Linked DNA regions of Mus musculus: all the other regions are linked to region 2. A link is a contact called in public Hi-C data. All regions are on one chromosome and are shown on one strand. Each heading gives the region's core, a stretch centred on a gene start, on an enhancer-like site or on the middle of the called end of the contact. The rest is flanking DNA. Distances are from core to core; before and after follow the strand shown.

Evidence for each region. A called contact is a pair of places that touch in the nucleus more often than the background predicts.
Region 1: a Hi-C map of B cells shows a contact between it and region 2, with 5 read pairs. The contact joins the promoter of Rpp25l here to the promoter of Glipr2 in region 2.
Region 3: a contact with region 2 is called in a Hi-C map of B cells, with 7 read pairs. The contact joins the promoter of Sigmar1 here to the promoter of Glipr2 in region 2. A contact is called at or near these places in 1 of 39 promoter capture datasets (the C10 cell line) and 1 of 484 Hi-C or Micro-C datasets (B cells).

Annotation. Positions count from the first base shown.
Region 1 is chr4:41,711,944-41,714,791 of GRCm38.p6, forward strand. Rpp25l (ribonuclease P/MRP 25 subunit-like) reads right to left here and starts at 1,574. Exons shown (of 2, transcript NM_027278.3): 1 at 1,518-1,574; 2 at 90-871. The coding sequence starts at 830. The coding sequence ends at 339.
Region 2 is chr4:43,956,164-43,959,093 of GRCm38.p6, forward strand. Glipr2 (GLI pathogenesis-related 2) reads left to right here and starts at 1,539. Exons shown (of 5, transcript NM_027450.3): 1 at 1,539-1,610. The coding sequence starts at 1,598. It overlaps Gm30377 (a long non-coding RNA gene), which reads right to left. Exons shown (of 4, transcript XR_881223.2): 2 at 1,227-1,323; 3 at 49-220.
Region 3 is chr4:41,740,066-41,743,146 of GRCm38.p6, forward strand. Sigmar1 (sigma non-opioid intracellular receptor 1) reads right to left here and starts at 1,294. Exons shown (of 4, transcript NM_011014.3): 1 at 1,037-1,294; 2 at 711-911; 3 at 485-577. The coding sequence starts at 1,187.

The sequences.
Region 1 (2,848 bases), core at 324-2,823, 2.2 Mb before region 2:
TCCGCATCCTTCCTGCTTCCAGCCCAGGAGCTCCTGGGATAAAGCCAGGCCCCCCAGTCAGCAGTCCCACTTACACAACAGGCCAAACAAACAGGCATAACCTTTATTTCCCTTCCCTAGTCGGACGTCAGAAAAGGCAAGTGAGATGTAGAGACAGAGTGAGCCCTTCTCAAGCAGTCTTTAACTCAGCACTGACCCACGCCAGTCTTTTTAACAGTTCCACCCCACATTCCGGAGGGGAGGGGCAAGTTCGGTAGACTTAAGCCTTGCCGGCACAAGCTCTTCTTAGAGAAGGCACAGATATTCAGGTCTAGAGAACAGTCAGGCGCAGCAGATCTTCAGGACCGGGTGTCCCGAGCCCTCCTTCGGGGTCTGGGGCCACAGCTGGGACTAGGTATGGAACCCAGGCCAGGAGGTGCACCTGGGGGTTGGTAGCCACATTCACTGGGGTCCAAGGGGTCCCGACTAAGCAGTACCCACACCGCAGGCACGTGGCGTCGGACTGTGAGGGGGTCTAGTCCCGTGTCTGGTGAAGTTGGGACCCAGCTGTCCTCCGTTTGCAGGAAGCGGAGCTTGGTGAGCTGGTGTAGGCCCGGAACCCGCCTTTTGACAATCTCTGCACAGCTGACAGCCTTTCCAGCAGCCCGGCCAGAGCCTGAGAACACCACGTGCCTGGTGCTTCCCCCTTCCAAACGACCCAGCGCCAGCCCTAGCAGGTTTCGGATTTTGCTCCCATCTCGGACTCGCATTTCCAGAGTGTCAGGAGGTAGCTGGGGCATTGGTGATGAGGCTGGAAGCTCTACAGAGCCGGCCCTCCGGTACTGTTCCATTCTGCCCTCGCGACGTTGGTGGGTCTCTCTCTGGATATGCACTGCGGGTAAGAGTCAGATGAGTGGCGGGAACATGACCAGGTCCATCCTCCATCACTCCCTCCAGATTATCGCCTTGTTCCTCACCCCAGCGTCTCAAGGCTGGGGCCAAGAATTATCGAGTCCTTAGACCCCTTTCTAAATACATCCACGAGTTTCTAACACGGGCAAGACCAAATTCCCCCAAACCAGGCTCTCTGGTGGGTAGGCCTGTACTTCTTTATGATCTCAAGCTCCTGGGGGCTAGGTCCCAGACCCCTCGCCCACAACTTGCCAAGAACAGGCGGGCTCTCCTCACAAGGCTGCAAGGACTGGGACAAGGCTCCCTTACTTTGTGCTTCCAGAGACTCTTGGCTCCAAACTCCCTGGGGCACAGCCACGAGGCCTCACTCCCCAAGAAAGTACTCCCCAAAGAAAGAATCGACCCTGCCTACGAGCACGGGGTGCATGGGGGCAGAGAAGACCTCACCCCCACATTAATAGAGTAGGCTGGCTTGAACAGGGCCACTCGGGAACTCGACCGGAGAGCTGCTTCGGACCACTCGTGAGCGGTTGGCGGGCTCCCCAATCGTGGGCCGCTGTTTCAGGCAGCAGGCATTTCCCCTTTCCCCAGCTCTGAGTCCCCATCTCCTGGGATTTGGCTCTTACCACGGTCGCCAGTAGACGCTCGACCCTCACGGAGTAGCCAAGATGGCGCGCAGACCGGGAGCGCGCGGAGCCGCGGGGCCGCGCACGCAGGGGGCGGGGCCTGAGAGAAACCCGGGCTGCTGTTCGCCTGTGATGGTGGCATCTGGCCGGCCTCCAGCGGTCGGCGCGTTGATCCCGGAGCACCCCGCTACCTGCAGAGGGCCCACCCGGGAAAGGAACGGCTATCGGAGGAGTCTTGCGCCCGAAGAACGCAGATTTGTGCCTTTAAAAGATGGACGGCATGCGTCACCTGCTGACACACCGGAGCAGCGAAAGCGAAGCCCCTGGTGGATAAAAGCAGGTGAGACTCTTATTTACGGAGTCCTGAGCTTTCTTCTCATCCTGGGACACTGGACGACCCCGGCGGTTTTCAGGAGGATCTAAGCGAGTGCATAACTCATTGGCTGAGAGGATTGGTGTATAAGCTGGGTGGATCCGGTAGTCGGGGCAACAGCTACTGGTGACCCTGGAAGGGGCTGTACTCAACATCACCGTAGCGCTTCGGCCACGGGGGCGTGCCCACAGAGCCTAGTTCAGTATCCAGAGTAAAATAGGCCCTCCAATATTTGTCCGATGATATGCTAACCACAGAAACAGCAAGAATTGAGGATGGTAGAAACTTGATAGAAAACTTGGATGAAGTCGGGCAGTGGTGGCTCACGCCTTTAATCCCAGCACTTGGGAGGCAGAAGCAGGTGGATTTCTGAGTTCGAGGCCAGCCTGGTCTACAGAGTGAGTTCCAGGACAGCCAGGGCTACACAGAGAAACCCTGTCTCGAAAAGCTCAAAAAAAAAGAGAGAGAGAAAACTCTGATGAAGTTTTGGGGAAGAACGGGCGACTCTTCCGGTAGAATAGTCTAGGGTAAATGCTAGTTTCAGATCAGTTTGGACACGCTGCATTTGAGATGCTGACAACTCCACAGGTTGGGTGCCATACAGGCACTTGAAGGCGCCAAGGCACTCCCTCAGACCACAAGAGGGCAGCATACATTTGGTGGAGCGCGTTGCTTTATAGCTGTTTCTCCCTGCTTTCTCTCCCCCATTCCTAAAATTTCCTACATCCAAACCTCTTGGGCTCCTTCTCTGGCTACTGGTATAATGTAGACACAAGGCTGTGCTGCCTTGGTTCTGAACGTCCCTGCCTGCTCCTCCATGACCATCTGACATGTGGGCCCACCTGGTCTTCCCCAAACCCTGTGAGGTATAGGCGTCCCTCCTGTGCCCTCCTTACCATAGGATGATATTTAGAGGGTAATTGGCAAGTATGGGGTAAATAAATATACAATGCCCCAC
Region 2 (2,930 bases), core at 289-2,788:
CCAGAGGCAGGAATTTAGCCTAGCCAGATCTCCAGCCTGCTCACTCACCTTCTGGTGACACTTCTGTACATGGTGTACGTATGCCTGATGCTTGTCCTCTGCACGCAGTAGGCGGTTCCTCTGTGCTCAGCTGTCTCCTTAGGGCCTTGCAGTTCTGGTTCCTCTGAAATAGCTTTCTAGAGATTCTAGGTGTGACAGGGACTTTTCCTGGGTCATTTGACTATTTCCATCGGAATTTGTCGGCAAAATGGAACAGAGAATTGAACAGAGTCAGAATCCCAACCCAGCACTAAAAGCTCGTTTAAGTCAGATGAGTACCAGTATCCACTCTACTCCTGCTTGGAAGTGCTAGGATGTGGGAAGTGTATTTGCTGGCCATGGAGAGAGGGAATGGCTGGGGGGTGGGCGTGGGCGGGCGTGCATTTAGCTCTGCGCTAACCTACTGGATACATCTGAGCTCCGTGCTGCAGGGTCTGGCCAGGTGTGGTGGTACAGACCTGACCTACAATGGGAGGTACACCGAGACTCCATCTGACAAACAATAACCTAAAAGTAAAATACATTTAAATTCATAGAAATAGGTACTGCTGGGGGTGTCTGTGGTCACAGCACTAGGGAGGTAGAAGCAGGAAGATCAGAACTTTAAAATCATTCTCGGCTATGTAGGGCACAAAGGTAAAGTCTCACTGTTTAGACCAGGCCAATCTTAACTCACAGAGATCTGCGTGCTTCTGTTTCCCAAGTGCTAAGAATAAAGGCATGAGCCACCATGTCTGGCCCAAATAAATGTATCTTTTAAATATATATGTATCCAGGGAGGGGGAGGCAAAGTGTCCTTGTAATCTGTGAATCATTAACTTTTTATGGTGAGAAAAATGTGTTTTGAATTAACCAGGGGGTCTCGGTTTAGATGACGCCAACATGTGGGGGTGCTGGATCCAAACTCAGGTGGGGAATTTGGGTTGGTCTCAAAGGCAGTGGGGTTCAAGAGGATAGGTCCAAGTCGGGCAGCGGCACCACCCTGGGGCGGTTGGAGTTGGAGGGCCGGAAAGTGTTCAGTTACAACCTGGGGATGCATAGCGGGACAGGGTCCTAAGAAGCTGCGATTGGAGCATGGTGTCACTGGGAAGGGGAAGCAGAACTTTGGGGATCTGGGAGGGGGTGGTGTTGCCAAAGACTGAGTCTGGGAGGTTACCGACCCCTGGTGGCGCCGGAGGGAACCGTACCTCACCAGGCCTTCTCCAGGCGTCGGTCGCGCGGGAACCGTGGGGAACTACAGGGAAGGCGTGGACGCCCCTAGGTCTTGCGCGCGCACTTGCTGCTCTAGGAGACAAGGCACGCTCAGAATCAGCATTCGTATCCACATCTGGACCGCCCTAGCCAGCGGCGGAATCCCACCCGGCCAAATGAATTCTAGGGGTGGCCCCCTGCGCCTCCGCCTGCAGCTGCCTTTGCCTTATAAGGCGGGGCCGGGCGGCGCCGGGGGAGTGGCTGTGGCCGCCCCTGCCCCTCCCGGCCCCGGCCAGCTGCTGGGACCCCGCTAGCCAGCGCAGCGCAACGCAGCCGCAGCGGAGCGGAGGAGCGCACACAGCAGGCCATGGGCAAATCAGGTGAGCCACCCATACGGCCCTCCGGGGAGCGGGGATGACGCCTAGACCCTCGCCGTCACCCTGCCCCATCTGGAGCATGATCCCCTGGGAGCCCCTGGAAAGTCCCTGTCACTCTCGCTGCAATGCGGGATCCCTGGGTGCGGGATGGAGAGCGCGCATAGCAAAGTTCCGAGGAGCGGCTGTTTCTGGTTCAACCAGGGGGTGGGGTGGGTGGCGCGGAGGTAGCGGTAAGAACACCGGCTAGGAGAGAAAGAATGAGGGGAATGAGATGGAGGGTCCCTTTGGCTGCGAGCCAGGGATTGCGTCAGCGAGGGTTTCTAAGCGCTGATGGGGATAGCTGAGCCTGCCTAGGCGTGGCTATGCTTTGTCCAGAGGAAGACAAAGTTACAGTGGGAAAAAGACACCAAACCGTGGCAGCATCCCAGGCTGCGAAGCAACTAGTCTGGTTCCACCCAACTAAAGGCAGCTCTGAGACTCCTTTTCGTCTCCTTCTCGCTCACCTCCTGAGGCCCCTCCGTGCCAGGCTGGGTGCTGTGCAGAGCTACTTCCCCTGTGATCTCTGCCCTGCTGCCGCCCACCCTCACTCCTGTGGCTGTAAAGTTTACGTTTCTGAAAAGCCGTTTTCCTGTCGCTCCTTGTTTTTGTCACCTTCCACCCCATTGTCGGCTCTCTGGCCACTGACAGCACCCCCTCTGCCACACAGCTGCGCTGGCTGGCAGGCAGGCACTCAGGTCCTTTCCCCTCCGTGTCCCGGTCCAGTCTTCACTACTCCCATCATCCAGCCTGAAACCCTTCCCATCCTTCTGTGTTCAACTCCTGTGATAGCAGGGGGTCCCATCCATAATCTCTCCCTCCTCCTTCAGAGGGACAGCCCACACCCTGTGTCATTTGTTGTCACTCCTGCATAGATAAGGGACAGGTGGGCAATAGATCTTCTTGCCTCAGTTTCCTCCCTCGTGGGCATCAAGGCTTCCTATTTATTAGAATATCATCCGTGCCTCATGGGAGGCTCTAAAGCAGAGGCTCTCGACTTTGCTGATGCTACAACCCTTTAATTCAGTCCCTCACCTTCTGGCGACCCGCCTTCCACCATAAAATTACATTGTTGCTACTTCATAACTGTAATTTTGATATTATGATTCGGAATATAAATACTATATGATGTGTGGCCCCCCGGGGGGGGCAGTCACCAACCCCAGGGGGTCGCAGCCCACAGGTTGACAACTACTCAGTGGAGTCAGTGGGCTGTCAGCCTCAGGTGAGGATGGCTGAGTCCCTTCATGGAGCTGTCTATCCTCCAGGACCTAGACTCAAGAGATA
Region 3 (3,081 bases), core at 44-2,543, 2.2 Mb before region 2:
CCAGAGGACCCAGGTTCACTTCCCAGCACCCACATGAAGGCTCACAACAGTCTATAACTTCAGTCTCTGGGATCAGATGCCCTCTTCTGGCCTTTAAGGCACCAGGCAGTTAAGGGGTTGGTGTGTGTAAGCAAAACCCAGACGCATAAAAACAAACAATAACAAAAATACAAAAACCCCAAACTGCCACTCTAGTTTAAGGAAACAAATGCCTGTCTTAACTTTTGGGTATAACCCAGATAATTGCTGGGTTAAACAGGCTGATAAAAAAAATCAAGTTCTCTATGACTGGAAACTGCCGTGTTCTGTTTCCCTTAACAGTCGAAAGCATCAGGGTTCCTAGCTCGACCCTAACGAAACACCTGTGGCTTACCAGGGAGGGAAGGAAGGAAATCACTGGTAGGCCTTCTAAACACGCCCTTTCCAAGTCTTATGCCCGTCCCTATCTAGAGGGCGCCCCCTCGGACAGAACTTCCCTACGCACCTGGGTAGAAGACCTCACTTTTCGTGGTGCCCTCTTTCCATTGGTGGAAGGTGCCAGAGATGATGGTGTCAGAAATCTCAGCCCAGTATCGTCCTGATTGACAGTAAAATAGACACCGACCATCAGGGAATCCTTGTCAATACACGGCCCAGCCAAACCTTGGAATGGAGGGCACCGGCCCTCGAACAGTCCCAGCCTCCCAATCCGACCCACCGCCAACACTGACCCGAATGGCCATGGGAGCCCAGGGCGGTGCCGAAGAGCAGCACGTACTCAGACAGCGAGGCGTGCAGAATACACATGGCGCCCATCCAGCCGCCCGCGTTCACAAATACCCACTGCAGCTCCTCATCCGGCAGCACGTGGCCTGGGTGCAGCCTCCGCAGCTCCACGATCAGCCGAGAGAAGGCAAGCTCATGGTCCAGCCCTGGTGCAAAAAGGAGAAGCGCGGGTGAGACCAGCCCGCGGTCTGAGCTTGGCGAGGACCAGCCCTCGGAAAGCGCGGCTCCGCTCCGTGTCGGCCCACCCCACTCTCCGCCCTCACCGGCTCACCCGCATACTGTCGAGCAAGCTGCGCTATTTCTTCTCTAGAGAAGACGAAGTTTTGAGTGCCCAGCCACAACCAGGCGGCCTGGATCAGCACTGCGATAATAGTCAGAATCAGGGTGATCCATGCCCACCGCCGTCCCGCGGCCCACGGCATTCTAGCGGGCAGCCTGGCACCACCAACGTAAGACCGAACTAGGGCCACAGGCTGTGGGTTCACGACTCAAAAGCCGCTGCCTACGGTCGCCCCCGCCACCGTGGTACGGCTCGCCGGGGCCAATCGGAACGTCCGGGTCACCTAGCACCGCCTCTGGATTGAACCATTTTCTAGAGGGGAGAGCGTAGGGTTTAGTGGCTTGGTCTGCAAGAGAGGTGAGAGGCGGGGCCTCGCCTCCTGGCTGCCACCCTGTTGGGTTCAATCTTGGTGTCCCCAAGCGGGGAGACCCAGAATGGATTGGCCCACCTGAGCTAGCGAGCCCAGAAGTAGAGCTTTCTAGGTCTGCTAGCACAGAAGCAGGTTGAAGATAGTGCCACTGGGAACCTTAGGAAAGAAGCGGTGATATCTGAAGTGTCCATGAGAGAGAGAGAGAGTCAATGGGAACTATTCCAGGAGTCAAAGAGCAGAGGAGTGTGAGACAGCATACATGCATTTATGTATATATGTATGTGTACATATATTTGTAATATTTTAGACAACTTTAGCTAGCCTATAGACTAGGATAGCCTCGATCGATGCCTCTCCAATACTGGGATCAGGGGCGCGCACCACCATGCATGTTTAGCTTAGTGTTTTCTCCGATCCTATGATTCATTCTATGTTCTGAAGCACAAAAGTGTGAAAGACCTTGAAAACCAATAGATTTGTCCACTGGGGAGCTATGGGATTCGATGTTGACACAGAATGATTCTGGGCTAAATAGAGGAGGGGAGCAAAATTGGACTAAGATCTAAGACAGAGAGCCCATATGTGTCAGCATTTAAGAGTATGCATTGATAGCTTTATCTGTAACATAGACTAAATTAAAAAGTATCTGCTTCGTAGCCCATACCTTCATTATGATTAACATTAAATGAATTAATTTTTTAAAGTAATTAGTGCCTGGCACATGGTTAGGATTATACATGTTAGTTAGAAAAAGACAATGTAAGACATGTATTGCTTGTAATTCTAGAACGTGGGAAGGCACCAAGATCAGTTCAAGGTCACCATAGCAAAAGTCAGCAGAGGCCTCAGGAAACCATGTCTAAAGCAACAACAAGAACAACAGCCAAACCCATAAAGGAGCTAGAACACAAAGAACTGATGGAATGAAATCCATCAGGCAAATATAAGGGAGGGGTTCACGAAACATGGGGAATGGCTTTTCATGGCATTTTTATGTGGCAGAGACATTTCTTTTTGCTTTTTTTTTTGGTTGTTTTGTTTTGTTTTGTTTTGTTTTGTTTTGAGACAGGGTTTCTCTGTATAGCCCTGGCTGTCCTGGAACTCACTTTGTAGACCAGGCTGGCCTTGAACTCAGAAATCTGCCTGCTTCTGCCTTCTGAGTGCTGGGATTAAAGGTGTGCGCCACCATGCCCGGCTTTCCTTTTGCTCTTGAGCGACCAAAATACATTCTATAATCTCTGTATATGGGGCCATGTACCAGGTGGTTTTATTCCAGATAATAAAATGGAAACAGAAATGCTGTAAGACATTTTCAGGTCTAGTTTCTAAAAATATGTGAAATCTTGAGGCTGGAGAGATGCCTCCGTGGTTAACAGCACTAGCTGCTCTTCTGCTTTTCCAGAGGATCTTGATTTGATTCATAGCATGCATATGGTGGCTCACAACTGTTTGTAGCTCAGTTCCAGTAGATTTGACTCCTTCTAGCCTCTGTGGGAATTGTACCCACATGATATACTGGCATACATGCAGGCAAAACACCAATACATATATTTAAAAAAAAAAGAAATTCTGTCCTCTCTCTTTTCACCTTTGCCAATTTCAGAAGACTTATTGTTGTGTGACAAAATGTTTCCTGAGGAAACACAACACACTTCAGATAGGGAGC